Linked DNA regions of Sus scrofa: all the other regions are linked to region 1. The links are chromatin contacts, called in public HiChIP or PLAC-seq maps. All regions are on one chromosome and are shown on one strand. The core of a region is the stretch at or near the end of the contact, and the rest is flanking DNA. Distances in the headings are between cores, read along the strand shown.

Region 1 (5,038 bases), core at 1,893-4,392:
AATACAGACGTAGGGAAACACTGGAAGGAGATACGCTAAGATGCTAAGAGTGGCTATCTCTGGATAGTGATCTTATGGTTTCTTCTTTCTTTCTTTTTTTTTCTTTTTTTGGCCCCACCTGCGGCACATGGAAGTTCCCAGGCTAGGGGTCAAAGCAGAGCTGCAGCTTCTGGCCTATACCACAGCCACAGCAACGCTAGATCCAAGCCACATCTGAGACCTACACTGCAGCTGGCAGCAACGCCAGATCCTTAACCCAATGACCAAGGCTAGGGATCAAACCCGAATCCTCACGGACCCTAGTTGGGTTCTTAACCCACTGAGCCCCAACAGAAACTCCTAGTTTCTTATTTTCTTCTTTGTATTCTTCTGTATTTTCCGTGGTGGATACTTAATGCTCATATTAGAAAAAAACAATACTGAGACTTCAAGCAGTCCTAGGTTAGCAGTATTAGGGGGAGTGGGCAGAGCCTGGCAGAGGTCCCTGGAGGTGAGGGGGTGTACAACTGAGTCAAAGCCACACCGAGGCCCTGGCACAGTCCCCGAGGGGTACCCCACCATCTCTGGGACAGTGCACACCGAGCCACTCTCACCTTCTAGCTCCTCCCGCTGCACCTCCCGAAGGCTCTCCTTGCCCAGCGCCCGGGCCACTTCCTCACACTGCCGCCGCCGCAGGGGGTACTCGCTGGAGCCCAGTGAATGGCGGACATTGGAGTTGGTGATGAGTACTGCCAGCTTGGGGTCCGACAGCGGCACGAGGCTTGTCTCCAGGGACCTGGGGCAGAGACAGAGCAGGGGGAGATGACAAGGCCGAGTGTGTGTCTGCCTCGCCAGGCAGTGCACGTGCCCCATCCAGGAGCTCCTGATTACGAGGTGGGAGGGTACAAGGAGAGCCCCTGACCTGCAGTCAATGAGCAGCGCGTGGCCTTTCTGCCCCAGCAGTGCGATGAGCTGGTCCATGATGCCACAGGGCACCCCTGCGAAGCTGTGCTCGGCCCGCTGACACACCTGGGCCCGGGCAGCTATTGTCCCCGAGTCTGCGGCACAGGGCGAGGTGGGGAAGTTGGGGCCCCGGGAGGGGGCCCTAGGGGCGGCCGGGTGAGAGCAGCGGTAGCTCCCAAGACACTCCAGGGAGCTTTCCCACCCCCACCCTCAAAGCCACAGGAGGGGCAGGAAGTTCGGATCCCAAGGCCTCAGGGAAGGAGGGCTGGGTTGGGGCTGGGGTCTAGAAGGTACCTGGGCAGAGCTGCTGCAGGAAGGTATACGTGGCCACTTCCAGGGATGCTGAGCTGGACAGCCCACCCCCTAGTGGCACTGAGCTGACCACCACTGCACTGAAGCCAGGGAGGGGGGCAGCTGCAGGGGAAAGAATGGAGGATGGTAAGATGGGCCATCGGGCAAGATGGGCACAGGAAGGGCATGTGTTCTGGCACAAAGGGTGGCATCTGCCTGGCAGCTGCTTCCAGGGGATATGCCTCAATTGTCAGAGGCCATCAAACTGCTGGGCCAAGGGGTCCGCTGCCCTCCATCCTCCTACCCTGAGGTTCTCCTGGTTTAGGGTTCTGGACACCAAGAGGCTGGGGTTTCTTTTTTCTTTTTTTGCTTTTTATGGCTGCACCCAAGGCATGTGGAGGTTTCCAGGCCAGGGGTCGAATCAGAGCTACAGCTGCCGGCCTACGCCACAGCCACAGCAGTGCCGGATCCTTAACCCACTGAGCGAGGCCAGGGATGGAACCCACAACCTCATGGTTCCCGTCAGATTCGTTTCCGCTGTGCCACGATGGGAACTCCTAGGCTGGGGTTTTCAATTCGGCTCCTCCAGTCATGGAATGGGCAACCCAGAGCAAGTTCTGGAAGCTCTCACCTGGGGCATCAGTTTCCCCACCTGTACAATGGGAATACCCCCGCCCTGGATGCCTACCCCACAGTGGATTAGGTGGGCTAAGGAGCTTTGCGGCTGAGAGGTGGCACTCCTGGTACCAGGTCCCTACCTGGATAGTGCTGGATCACTCCCTTCACATAGTTGGCCCAGTGCGGGGTCCCAGGCTCCAGCGGCCGCTTGTCTGTGGGCAGGGGAAACTGCAGCCGCCGGGGCTCATCGGCATCCTCAGAGGTGGTAAGGAGGGAGACAAGCCCATCCGTCCGGGGGCTGCCCACGAGCACAGTCACAAGCTCCAGAGCCTGGCAGGAGAAACCAAAAGTGTGCCAAACTCCCAGCACCACAGTTCTGAGGGATGCGGGGCCTGGGACAGACAAGGAGGTGACCCAAAGTGTCTCTGGGAAGAGCCTGCATACAGATCTGGCCTTGGGGACTTGGGTCCTGCCCCCCATGGGTCTTCAGGGCCGGGACAGCAGGAGTGCAGACCTGGACTCTGCCCTGAGCATGGGCTCTCAGCTGCGGGGCACGAGGGGGAGAGGGCACAACAGGGAAACCGAATCAGGAGCTCCTCTGATGCGTTTCCATTAGAAGGCAACCTCAAGGCACCGGGCTTGCTCACTAGCCAAGCTTGCACAGCTGCAGAGCCTGGTGGAAAGAGCCCCCGGCGGAGGCAGGTCCACCAAGATCCAGCTGTGTGACCTTGAGCAGCTCGTTAGCCCTCTCTGAGGCTCAATTCCCTCCTCTGCAAATTGAACCGGCGGAACCAGGAGGCTCAGGACTACTTCGCCCCGGTCTACGCTAGGGCCCCCTTCCGCATTCCCCCACAAGCCGCGGTGGCTCCCAGGGAGCCTACTTCCTCGGGGATTCCCAACTCCCTCCCTTCCAATGTGGGAAATGCCGCGTCTTAGGGTCTCTCCCACTTGCTCGTCCCCCAGCTCGGTGGGGGTAAAAGTTGGGTGCAGCGCGCCCACCAGTGCACGCGGGGAGATGGCGCCTCCCGCCCAGCCCCTCACCATGGGCAGCACCAGGCCCTGGTTGTAGTCCGTGTGCTCCCCAATGAGGTTGACGCGGCCCGGCGCCGACACGGCCAGCTCGGGCTCGGCCCCGAACTCCTCCAGGAAGGCTCTCCGGGCCCTGGCCAGCAGCTCCTCGGCCCGGGGCTGTTCCGAAGCGGCCATGACTCTCGCCCTGCAGCTCTGTCCGGCGCAGTCGGGTCGGCGCGGGATGCTCGGGGCGGGGCCGCGCGGCGTCGGCCCACAGAGCTGCTGGCGCCGCCCCGCCCCCGGGCCCCGCCCCGGGCCCCGCTGGCCCCGCCCCGCCCGCAGCTCCGGCCAAGTCCACCGGCTGGGCGAGCGGGGCCGACTGGAGGTGGGCTTTGGGAGGGGCCGCTGGGCGTCTGGTCGGGCGTGCGTGGCCTTGAGTGGTATTTGCCGGACTGGGCGATCTAAGCTGCCCTTCCCTGGTGCTGGTGTGCCACACCCCACCCCTGCACCCAGCCGGCTACCCACAGCCAGAGCAGTACCAGCACATCTGGGGTTCCCCAAGGGTTCTCAAAGCTCTCTCCCAAAAGTCCTAAAGTCCTGCAGCTGTGAGAGGTCACCAGCCCCCGATCATGGATCTCTAAGAGGGTGGATGGCCTGGCATTCAGAGTAAAGAGAGATAAAGAAAGCCAAGTTTGACCCCCTGTCCAGCTCCTTAGCAGTGTAGGAGCAAGGAGCGGGATGATGGACAGGGTGGGCCCAGCCCCTCCTGGAAGGACCCACCCAGCTGCCAAGGCAAGTTGGGCTGTTGGCACCAGCAAGTGCTTCCTCAGCCTGGAATCTTGGTCCCAGTGTCTGATACCCAGAGTCTGACACTGGCCGCCTCCTCTCTCACCAGCCTGCATCCTAAACCTTCAAACTGTCCTCGGTTCCTGCCCAGATGCCTGTTCATGGCTGGCCATCCCATATGAAAACTTGGAGGGGAAAGGCTAACATGTAAACAAACTCTTTGGAATTAGAGTGGGGGCTTTGGAAGGGTTGTGGCCAGGGCTGTAGCTCAGGGGTTTGCCCAAAGATCATTCACAAGTCAGCTCTGAAAACTCCTAGAAGTAAACATAGGTTCACCTTACACCACAGCTCACAGCAATGCCAGTTTCTTAACCCACTGAGAGAAGCCAGGGATCGAACCTGTGTCCTCATGGATACTAGTCAGGTTTCTTACCCCTGAGCCATGACGGGAACTCCATGGACATGTTTTCAAACATTTGTGACCTTGGCTTAGCCAATGGTTTTTCAGATGTGACACCGAAACCACAAGCAACAGAAGAAAAATGTGAACTGTACTTCATCAAGATAAAATACTTTGGAGTTCCCGTCATGGCGCAGTGCTTAACAAATCTGATTAGGAACCACGAGGTTGCAGGTTCGATCCCTGGCCTCAATCAGTAGGTTAAGGATCGGGCGTTGCCGTGAGCTGTGGTGTAGGTCGCAGACACGGCTCAGATCCTGCGTTGCTGTGGCTCTGGCGTAGGCCGGCTGCTACAGCTCCAATTCGACCCCTGGCCTGGGAACCTCCATATGCCACGGGAGCGGTCCTAGAAAAGGCAAAAAGACAAAAAAAAAAAAAAAAAAAAAAAAACTTGCCCATCTAAGGACACCATCAAGAAAGTGAAAAGACAAACTGGAGAATGGAAGAAACTATTTGCGAATAATATACTTAAGGGACTTGTATCAAGAACATGTAGGCGTTCCCATCATGGCTGAGTGGTTAACGAGTCCAACTAGGAGCCATGAGGTTGCGGGTTCGATCCCTGGCCTTGCTCAGTGGGTTAAGGATCCAGCGTTGCCATGAGCTGTGGTGTAGGTTGAAGATGCAGCTCGGATCTGGTGTTGCTGTGGCTGTGGTGTAGGCTGGCAGCTACAGCTCCAATTCGACTTCTAGCCTGGGAACCTCCATACACCACGGGTGGGGCCCTAAAAGGACAATAAATAAATAAGCAAATAAATAAATAGAGAGAAAATAACAAGTGTTATTGAGTATGTGGTGAAATCAGAACCTTCATACACTGCTGGTGGGAATGTCAAACAATCCAGCAGTTCCAACAATTAAGCTAACGATAGAGTTATCCTATGACCCATCAATTTCATCCCTAAATACACACCCAAGAGAATTGAAAAC
Region 2 (5,038 bases), core at 953-3,452, 120 kb before region 1:
TGGGGTGGGGCGGGGAGGGGAGGTGCTTATGGCATTGGGTCACCTCTGATCTGGCCCTGGCACCAGGCAGAGAATGCCAGACTATTTCCAGGGGGTTTGGGCTTCTGGCCTCATGGCCCCTCACCTGCTAAAGCCCCCATAACCCCTGCGGCCTCCCTCATACAGCTCAGGGTCAAAGCCATTCCCCTGGGAGGGCCCAATGCAGGTCTTGCTCCAGCTGGTTCTCTGCTCCAAAGCGTCCAGCTGCTTCCGCACAGCCGCTGGGTTCAGGCAGTGGTCACAGCCTTTGGTGCAGGCGGGGGGCGCATCCCCGAAGTACTTGGCAATGGCAGCATGGCGACACCTGCAGGAGGCGGAACAGCACAGGCAAGGGGTGAGGGGCCAGCAGGCCAGCACTGTTCACCCGACCTCTAAGAGCACTGAACCCTGGCTGAGCGCACCTAGTGTCCAGCACCGTGGCGGGCAGTTTACATGAGCCTCACGAGGCCTCGCTGGGGGGCCCGTCGTGCAGACGAAGACAGTGAGGTGAAGGAGCTTTCTCAAGGTCACGTAACACGTGTCAGAGGAGCCAGGGCAGGGAGCCTGCTGTACCCTGCTTCTCCATGGGGGGCTCCTCTCCCTGGCCACCTCTCTGTCCTCTGGCACAGAGGTGCCTGGGAGGAGCGTGGTGCCCGGGAGGAGCGTGGACCCTGGGTGTAGACGCCGGCTGCTGCTGAGGCCGTGTCCAGAACACACCTGAGCTCCAGGAGCCTAGGTGCGCGCGCCCACAACGTGGTCAAGCAGAGCACCAGGCCCTCGGGTCACATAAGGGCTGAGATGATGCTCTGAGGTGTGTCCGCTGCGGTGTCCAGCGTACAGCAAGGGCTCTTATTACCCCTCTCCACTCTTTTTTTTGGGGGGGGGACAGCAGGAGGTGGCGCCACCCCACCTCCGTAACTCTGCTTCTGTCTCCTGGTGACCTCTTCCTTGTTGTCCCCAACAAGCCTCTGCCCAGCCCAGTGTACACAGCCGGACCAGGGGCTGCCTGAGAGCAGGAACCGGGCAGGGCAGGGCTGGCACCACATGCGAGGCACTGGTGAGGGTGGCAAGGAGGAGATGCAGCCTTGGCTCACATCTCCCACGGCCCTGACCCTGCCACAGCCCCTGGGGGTGCCTGTCTAGCTGTCTCTCCTATGACCCCCACAGGCTGGCAGATGCAGAGGCCCAGGAGGGGCTGTGGCACTATCAGGGCCATTACACATGGCCACTGACCCCACAGGAATGTGGCACGGGGTGGGGGAGCCCGAGAGGAGATGCCGGAGCAGAGGCAGGCAGGGCTGTCCAGGTACCACATTCCAAAATAAGAAGGGCTGGCGTCACTGCTCTAACCAGAGCAACTCTCAATGTGAGCACTGCCTGAGGCTGCAAGAAACACTTTGAGCAGCCAAGACCCCGATGATGGCACAGTCCCTAAGAAGTGTGGCTGGCTGGCCTCTGGCTGAGTGGACAGCTGGAGCCGGCAAGGAGGCTGCGGCGGCCACCAGAGGGCGCTGCTCCAACGGGACGGAAAACTGATGTGTAACTCATTCCATCGCCCAAGTCTGTGCAACCACACAGTGGCTGCCTGTCCTGCCTCTGGGAGGCCGGCATCCAAGTGGCATGGCCACAAGGCTGGCTTCCTTCCCCCCACCTCCCCCAAGCCCTGACTCACTGGGGTTTTGTGCTCACACTCAAAGGGCTCCATTGACAGCTAGCAGATGCGGGCTGGGGTCGGCTCCTGCCCTGCTCCGGGCACAGCCCGGTCTGCTGGGGTGGCATGACCAGCCAAATGCCAACGGGCCCTGCTAGCCACTGGGCTCTGAAGTCTGCCCCTGACAGCTGGGCCAGGAGTGTGGAGACAGCCCCAGTGGACTCCGTTTGGCAAGAACCAAGATCAGCAGTGTCCTCTCTCCCCAGGGTCCTGGAGGCGCGTGAGGCACCTCCCTAGGCATGCAGGCTAGGCGCGGGCCACTCCTGAGTCACCCTAAGTCACTCGGGACTCCCAAGTTCTTCCCTGAGATGCCTCCCAGAGGACTGACTGCCTGGGTGGTCCAGCAGCTCCCCCACTATTTACTTTCTTTGGAGGGAGGGACCTGCCAGGAGGGGTGGACAGGGGCCCAAAGGCGCTCTGGGAGCCCAGGAGCCAGGAGCGCTGCGGGGGGAGAGGACCCCCCCCCCCCGCCTCCAGGGCTCAGGTGGAACCTCCCGGGGGCTCATCTTTGCGGGGGCAGGGGACACGACAGCGACCTCCTCTTTCATCAGCTTGCAGCCCAGGCCCAGCCCACAGCGGTTTAGCACACACCCGCCAGGAGGGAGGAGAGGAAGGGCAGCAGCTACAGGAGAGGGCCTGCAGCGCTCCGGCTCTGCTCGCTCCCCGGGCAGGGAGTGGGCACAGGAATCTGAGGCCGCAGGACCAGTTCCCAGCAGGGATTCCCTCCTTGCTGGGGCAGTGGTGGCTCAACTCCCCACTTGAGCGGCGGCCGCCCCGTGTAACGTGACACTTGAATCTCCAGGACGACCCACAACAAAAAAGCTGAAGCCAAGACAGCAGCTGACAGCCAGGAGCTGCGCTGCGCTGAGCGGAGGCACCCAGGGAGCAGCCTCGGGTCAGGAAAGAGGCGTCAGCAAAGGAAGGAAGAGGTGTGAGCGGGCGCGGGCGGAGGAGAGGGAGACCCGGAGGAGAGGCGCGCGGCGACGGCTGGGCCCCAGCACCCGCGGTCGCCCCCCACACCCAGCACCTGAGTTCACAGGTAAGTGGCACCGGCCACGGAGGAGGGAGGGAGGCAGGGAAGAGAGCCGCCAGGGTCCCCTGCCCCTAGCGTGGAGGGCCACAGGCCACCGTGAGCACGGAGGGGAGGGTGCTGGGGGCCACACTCACTCAGTCTCAGGACAGACTCCCTTTCAAACCCGGGCTGCGGCAGGGGGCACAGACCGAGGCTGCAGCCCTTGCTGAGCAGGCAGAGGGGCCCAGAAGAGCCGCTTACTCGGCAAGTCAGCTGAAGCCTTTTCTATTCAGGGGGCTTAAACGAGGGATTTGGCCTGGCCGGCCTGGCCTGGGAGAGAACTGTCGCCTGCCCCCCTGAGCCTCCCTTTTTCCTGGGATTGGGTCCCTGGTCTCCCCCAGTTGAGGAGGCTCAGGGCAAGGTCTGCTCAGCTAGTTCACACCCTGCAGGGCGTGGCAGGACCCGAGGGGTCTCTGCCCAGGGATGTCCTGGGCAAGAACAGCAGCTCCCGGCTCCCATGGGGAGCCGGCCCTCTCACCGCCTGGTGTCCTCAGCTCAGCTCCTCCCCAGGCCCACAGAGCTCCCCTGGAGCCCCCAAATCTTCCTGAATGCCGTGCTGGAAGCTCGAGGGCCTGACTCTAAACCCAGAATGGGGTGGGGAGAAGGCCACAAGGGTGGCAGTGAAGCTGGGGCATGGACGGCCTTGCCCTCGCAGTCAGCCCTCTGCCACCACCGCCAGCGCCACCATAATGCTGACCCCAAGGTGGGTCTTGGGGCAGCACCCAGAGCAGCCCTCTTGGGCAGGGCTGGCTGCCTACCCCCGCTGCCTCCCTCTCCTCACGCCAGGGTTAAAGTCTCCCGTCCCGGCCCCGCCCCCAGTGAGATGTTTTCTCCACACAAACAAGCCAGCACCCAGGCTGAAGTGGGAACCAAGGATCAGAGGACTGGGCTGATCTTGGCTCCACAGAGGCTGTGGGACTTGGCCTGAGCTGGCGGCCGGGGAGACAAGAAGCCCGGCAGTGATGGCAGAGAGAGGGGACAGATGTCGGGCTGTGCCAGAGGCAGGGGGTGGGGCGGGGGCACGGCGCTGAGCTACCCCTGCTGGCTCTCATCTGCAGGACGGGCCAGGCAGGTGAGCGGGCAGGGATCAGAGTCCTGCACCCACAGGACATAGGTGGACGGAGAGAGATGGGTGCTGCCCAGCTTCTGGGGCTGCAGGAATAAGCAGCAGCAGCAGGATGTGCCCCCCTCCACCCCAACCCCCGATCCTAGAAAGCTCTGGGGCTGGAGAAGGCTCAGGTGCCTACCTCGGGGCCCAGGCAGAGAGGGGCATCGTCTGAAGCCGTGGTGCACGGCAGGTGTCTCTGCCTTGCCAGTTGGGCCTCTCCCATAACCTTCAATTATGCCTCCTTCTAGTTGTTTCTCAAACAAGACATTGCCCCGGGGGCAAGGGTGGCTGGAAACCCACCTTGACCAAATTACGGGGGCAGGGCAAGAAGCCCTGGGGCCTGGGGCCACCAACACACCCTTATCAGTCACCACACACCCGCACCAGCTGCCTCTGAAGAGGGAGTATCACTTCTGCAAGGAGGAAATGGGGAGGCTTCAGTACCAAGTGGCAGCTGTCGGCCTGCAGGAGGCCTGCCTGCTCTGTCGCAAGGCTCTCTGTGCCAGGAGCTGCCACACAAAGGCATGTCTGCGAGTCCCTCTGGCTCTGCCAGCCTTCCCCTGGGCCCAGCTCCCTTACCCCCTCCACTGGCTGCCACTCTAGCCGGGGAGCACCCTTGGCAGTGCCGGGCGGGCAGCAGGGAAGCCACATTCACTCCCTCTCGCTCGCTCACCCGCAGGGAGTAGTTTTAGAAGGAGCCTGGTAGACCTGAGATAGAAAGGCTGGAAAAACAGAATTATCAGTATCCCCACTGGGCTTCCCTGCAAACCTGGGCAGGTGGAGGGGACGAGAGGCAGCCAGCCTCAGAGCGCCCACTCTCCCCAGGGGACCTGTTCGGGGCACAGGCCACACGGTCACCTGACGATGGCTGGTTATATCGGGCACCAGGCATCAGGCACCCCTTGGCCTTGCTTTAAATAGCAAAGCCCGCTGGGAAGCCCGCTCGGGCCCGCTGGAATGTGCTCCGCCCCCTTAGGAGAACGAGGCCCCTCCAGCTCCTCCAGCCCCCACTAAGGCTCCTTCTACTCAAGACCAAGCTGGAAATGACAAAACAGCAACAGAAAAGCAAAGAGGGCTTCAGCCCTTGGGGCAGAAGAGCCATGGCCAGCAGCCCCCCTCCTGGTCCCGG
Region 3 (5,038 bases), core at 1,718-4,217, 90 kb before region 1:
GCCAGACTAAAGCAGAAGTTACCAGGGATTCTCCCCCAGCAGATTACCTCTCTACCCATCTGCATTTTCCTATGGTGTTAAGAATGCCCATGTGTATACGTGAAAACGTGTTATGTGGATACAGGTACAGTTCCATATTCCTCCAGACAAAAAGTTACAACAGAGGGTAAGAGACCTCAGGCCATCAAAACACAGAAGATTCATTCATAAGCCACCAGACTAATGTGCGCTAGTGGAGAACCCCACATGTGGGCCACTCAATCCCTCCCAACATGGAGCGGGTTATAGGCAAATCAAAGAAAAAATTAGAGGCAAAAGACCAAGGAAAGGGAAGTAAAATTTCTAGCTATTAAAAAAAAAAAAAAAAAAAAAAAAACCTTCCTCGGAGTTCCCACTGTGGTGCAACGGGATCAGCAGTGTCTTGGGAGTGCTGGGACATAGGTTTGATCCCCGGCCCAGTGCAGTGGGTTAAGGATCTGGCATTGCCACAGCTGGGGCTTAGGTCATAACTACAGCTCGGATCTGATCCCTGGGAACTCCATAAGCCGAGGGACGGCAAAAAAAGAGTAAAGAAGAAAGAAAGTTTTTTTAAGTTTAAATAAAATTTAAAAAACCTTCCTCTAAACCTTCTGGGCTGCCACTTTCACTCCCCCAAACCTCACCTGAATCAAAGCAATAAGAGGAGAGATTACGATGGTGATGCCTTTAGCCAGCAGAGCAGGGAGCTGATAGCAGAGGGATTTTCCTGCCCCTGTGGGCATGCACACGAAGACATCCTTGTCACCTGCAAAAATACAAGACGACAATGTCTCAAGTTTCCTGCCTTTTATCTCTCCTTTATCAAGGCTGTTGAAAATTACATGAGAATAGAGGAAAAACCCCTAGCGGAGGGCCCAGCACATGAAAGGGTCTCAATGTAGCCTCAATCCTCTTCCATCCTTTCCATGAAAAGAGCAGAGAGATTTGGCAATGTGTACAAATCATTTCCAGTAGCGGCAGTCACAACTACAAGAGTAATAAGACAGAGTTTGGGAGTTCCCGTTGTGGCTCAGTGGTAACAAATCCAACTAGTATCCATGAGGATGAGGGTTTGATCCCTGGCCTCACTCAGTGGATTGAGGATCTGGTGTTGCCATGAGCTGTGATGCAGGTTGCAGGTGTGCCTTGGATCTGGCGTTGCTGTGGCTGTGGCGTAGGCCAGCAGCTGCAGCTCTGATTCGACCCCTAGCCTGGGAACTTCCTGGTGCTGCACCCTCGGCCCTAAAAAGCAAAAAAAGAAGACAGAATCTGCTAGAATACGGATCAGTGAACTGAGCAGCTATGCAAGCTGAATACTTCTGGATCAGTGGGCTTATCTGTGTAGACATGGAAGCAACATCACCTAGAGGTCTTTTGTTGATAAATGTTATCATGTAATTAACATCGTACTGCTGCTCCCCTCTGGACAACCTCTATTTATCAACAAACTTCAGGCTTATAATATTATCACACCTTCCTTCCCCATTTGGGACTCAGGCCACGCCATCTTCAACAATGGAATTACCTACGAGGCCAGTGACTGGCTTAGGCTATGTCTGCTATCCCTCCGTTACTGCCTATACACCAACAAATGAGAATGGAAATTTACGAATTGTTTCCAAAGATAACCTTAGCTCTGACTATGAATATAAGAGGCAAAACAGCTGGGTGGTTCTGCCAATAAAACTGCAAGTTTGGGGGAGTTCCCTGGTGGCTCAGCAGGATAAGGATCTGGCGGTGTCACTGCTGTGGCTCAGGCGCAATCCCTGACCCCGGAACTTCCACGTGCAGCCAAAAAGAAAGAGAGAGAGAGAGAGAGAGAGAGAGAGAGAGAGAGAAAGCTTCAAGTTTTGGGTGACAGGTCTGTAAGATCTCCAAAACCAAACATGGCCCAAGGGTGGGAAGGTAAGAAGGGTCAAAAAGAAGGCGTTCTTTGGTGGTGTTAGGGGACAGCCAGCACAAGTGTAAACACAGGCAGTTTGGTTAATATTACCTTTCACTACAGCCATGATCGCACTCTCCTGTAAAGGCGTCTTAAAAGAGTCAAACCCAAAGACCTTCTTCAACGTGCTCCGGACGCGACGCTCAGGGTCAAAAGGGTGGGTGCTCATCTTACCAATAGACAGTGGCCAAATGTTAAGGCAAAGGTGATGATCCTATGGTTGCAACAAGAACCCCCTGTTCTGCTTTTCAAAGACTGCTTATTTTTTCTGAGTAAAAATTTGCTTTTTTTCTTTTTTTGACCAGACTCCTGGCATGTGGAACATCCCTGGTCAATAATCAAATCTGAGCTGCAGCTGCAACCTACGCTACAGCTGAGGCAAAGCAGGATCCTTAACCCACTGCGCCACGGCAGGAACTAAATTTGCTTTGTTACACTCGAACGATATATTATTTTCAAGAAATATAGCTCCGGGTGAACAGCCTCCAGCAATACATTCCTAGGTAAATGACATCTCCATTCTTACGCTCAGTGAAAATAACACATCGAACTATGCCAGGCCCCAGCATAGCACAGAGCTGGAAATTAGATCACGAGAAGAAGCACAAATGTCTTCGGAAGGATTTGGAGGAAGTGGAATTATTTTTCTATGACCCACCCTTTGCTCTACAAGCACAGCCATGAGGACCACTCTTCCCCCCAGGACCCCGACACCTTCTTCCCAACCCCCAGAGGAAAGCTCTTCCTTCATCCTCCTCTGAGCCTCAGATTCGCTCTTTTCTCCCTTCCCCAGCCAAAGCCTCCCTCTCTTCACCCCAAGATATCAGAGCCGGCAGTGGGCTCCCAGGGGCGAAGGGCTCTTGTCGGGCCGCTGCTGCCCACGGGCTCGGGAACTACTCGAAGACCCCCATAACCCTCAGGTAACCCTGAGAAGCCAAACCGCTGGGACTGCAATGTCAGGTAAAACCCACTTAATCCTGAATCCGTCTCGCAGTGATGACGTTCTGCCGGCGCGGGGATGAGGGGCGGAGCCAAGCGCGGAAACGGCCTTTTTGATTGGTTCTCTGTCTGAAACAGGCGCGGGGTCTCCTGGGATCCGGAAGAAGTCGCCTTTCTGCACGGAAGTCGGCTTTTTGGAGTCATAGAAGTGAGGCGCGCCGGGTGTGCGGGAATAAGATGGCGGGGAAGAAGAATGTCCTGTCGTCTCTGGCAGTTTATGCGGAAGATTCAGAGCCCGAGTCTGACGGCGAAGCTGGAGTGGAAACGGCAGGCAGCGCGGCTGGTGAGTAGGGAGCTAGAAGGGGGGAAATCGGGTGTCTGCCCTGAATGATGCTTCCCTAATAGGGCGGGAGGGAAAGAGGGAGTCTTTGTGCCCCAAGCATCGGGCGCCGGAGCCCCGGAGGGTGCTCAGGGTCCTGGGCTAGACCGAGCGTTAGATGCTCTTTTGTAAGAATGGACCGTCTCCTTCTGTTGATTCGATTATCCTGTCGGAACCTATTGAAAGTCTTCTCCGTACTGGGCATCATACCGGGGAGAAGGGTGGACCAAGGGTGGAGAGGATCCAAGGCTTCTGAACCACTGCATATTTTGTCCGGGCTTATTGTTTGGTGGAGGAGAGCGAAACTTTTAATTAGTAATGTACCCTAGACGTGTCTCGGAGCTTTTAAAATGACACGCATCCGGTCTCCACTGTCAAAGAGAGTAATTCTGTACATCTGGGGAAGGATCTGAGCATTTGCGAGCTTTCCAAGGCTCCTTGGTGATTCCATTACTTTGTGAGTTGTCAAAGCCCACCAGTGATTTTGTTGCCCTGCTCAGGTTGAGAATCACGTTACTAGGAAGTGAGAGCAGATTTTTATGGCAGTATAGAGAGGCAGCAAATTACCCAGTGTATCTGGACCTTGGTTTCCTCATCTGGAAAGTGAGGGAGGATTTGGCCTCGTTTAGCTTCTCATAGTTTTGTGTGGTCTTTGCCTGTCAGGAGGCTCTCTGGTGGTTTCTTGGTAATTTGTATTGTTTGGGGGGGGTTGCTGATGTTTGGGGTTTTTTTTAAACATAGAAAGAGATTTTGTTTCTCAAGTAGGTATAAATGGGGAACCTCTCGAGGTGGCCCCTGTTCAAGGTCCTGTTCCTAGGGGAGGACATTTGAGTCCTGATCTTGTAAGAAAAGACAAGTTCATTGGTGCCTGGGATACAAGGTAGACATATGCAGATCGAAAGAGATGCTTGACGTGGTACAATAGTTCAGAGAAGGGAAGGCTTCCGTTGGCATAATGGATGGCTTGGAAGCACTGGAAATGGAATTTAATGTTACTCGGTGTTCTTCCCTGTTCTTGTAAGGAATTCATACTCTAAAGGTAGTAACTTTCCCCAAAGCGGAATCTGGGCCTAAGGTCATTTAGGTTTTCTTTTGATCTTCGGAAATAATCCTGGCCACTCAAATCACCCAAGTGTTTCCTTGCGTTCTTTTCCCCATTCATTTTTTTTTTTTTTTCCCCTTCTGTTTAAGAGGAGAAAGGCGGGTTGGTATCTGAAGCCTATGGAGAGGATGATTTTTCTCGCCTCGGGGGTGACGAAGATGGTTATGAAGAAGAAGAGGATGAGAACAGCAAGCAGTCGGTAAGGACATCTGTTCCCAAATCGAAAGCTGTTCAAAGCACCATTTCATTTGTCAGAAACTCTGACCTGTCCCGACTGTGTTCCACTTCGTGCCTAATTTCACTGTCACCCACCCACCACCAGACACCACACTTTCGTTTGTTTGTTTGTTTAGTGTCAGTTGAGGAAGCTGGGTTGGATATCAGTTGTTCTATTCGAAAACAACTTGTTCTATTTGGTGTCACCCGAACCATTTTGTATAAACCTTTGACTTGCAATTTGGGGGGAAAGATAGTGGACACTCTTATTCACCCCAGACATCAGTGGGTGTTTTATGTTGGTTTTCCCCTTTTAGATAAGTTACTCCATTTGTAACCGTGCGTTCATCCTAATTGGTGTGTCATTTATCTCTGCAATCAACTCTTATTATTTTTAATCTTGGTTGGGGCTCATTCAAATCTTTCAGCTTATTAAAAGATT

Evidence for each region. HiChIP or PLAC-seq counts read pairs in DNA pulled down with a chosen protein or histone mark.
Region 2: an H3K27ac HiChIP or PLAC-seq map of skeletal muscle shows a contact between it and region 1. The contact joins the promoter of SMIM5 here to the promoter of GALK1 in region 1. A contact is called at or near these places in 3 of 5 promoter capture datasets (fetal liver, fetal skeletal muscle and liver), 10 of 47 Hi-C or Micro-C datasets (alveolar macrophages, blood, epiblast stem cells and 5 more) and 2 of 2 datasets of contacts at active chromatin or transcription factors (alveolar macrophages and skeletal muscle).
Region 3: a contact with region 1 is called in an H3K27ac HiChIP or PLAC-seq map of alveolar macrophages. The contact joins the promoter of RECQL5 here to the promoter of GALK1 in region 1. A contact is called at or near these places in 2 of 5 promoter capture datasets (fetal liver and skeletal muscle), 4 of 47 Hi-C or Micro-C datasets (epiblast stem cells, liver, psoas muscle and 1 more) and 1 of 2 datasets of contacts at active chromatin or transcription factors (alveolar macrophages).

The regions. Positions count from the first base shown.
Region 1 is chr12:5,640,116-5,645,153 of Sscrofa11.1, reverse strand. GALK1 (galactokinase) reads right to left here and starts at 3,142. Exons shown (of 8, transcript XM_003131193.2): 1 at 2,893-3,142; 2 at 1,992-2,181; 3 at 1,237-1,356; 4 at 902-1,037; 5 at 594-775. The coding sequence starts at 3,057.
Region 2 is chr12:5,761,028-5,766,065 of Sscrofa11.1, reverse strand. SMIM5 (small integral membrane protein 5) reads left to right here and starts at 2,202. Exons shown (of 3, transcript XM_021066625.1): 1 at 2,202-2,768. RECQL5 (ATP-dependent DNA helicase Q5) reads right to left here. Exons shown (of 20, transcript XM_021066624.1): 9 at 125-343.
Region 3 is chr12:5,730,265-5,735,302 of Sscrofa11.1, reverse strand. RECQL5 (ATP-dependent DNA helicase Q5) reads right to left here and starts at 2,967. Exons shown (of 20, transcript XM_021066624.1): 1 at 2,785-2,967; 2 at 2,012-2,143; 3 at 663-784. The coding sequence starts at 2,129. SAP30BP (SAP30-binding protein) reads left to right here and starts at 3,057. Exons shown (of 11, transcript XM_003357968.4): 1 at 3,057-3,242; 2 at 4,470-4,579. The coding sequence starts at 3,137.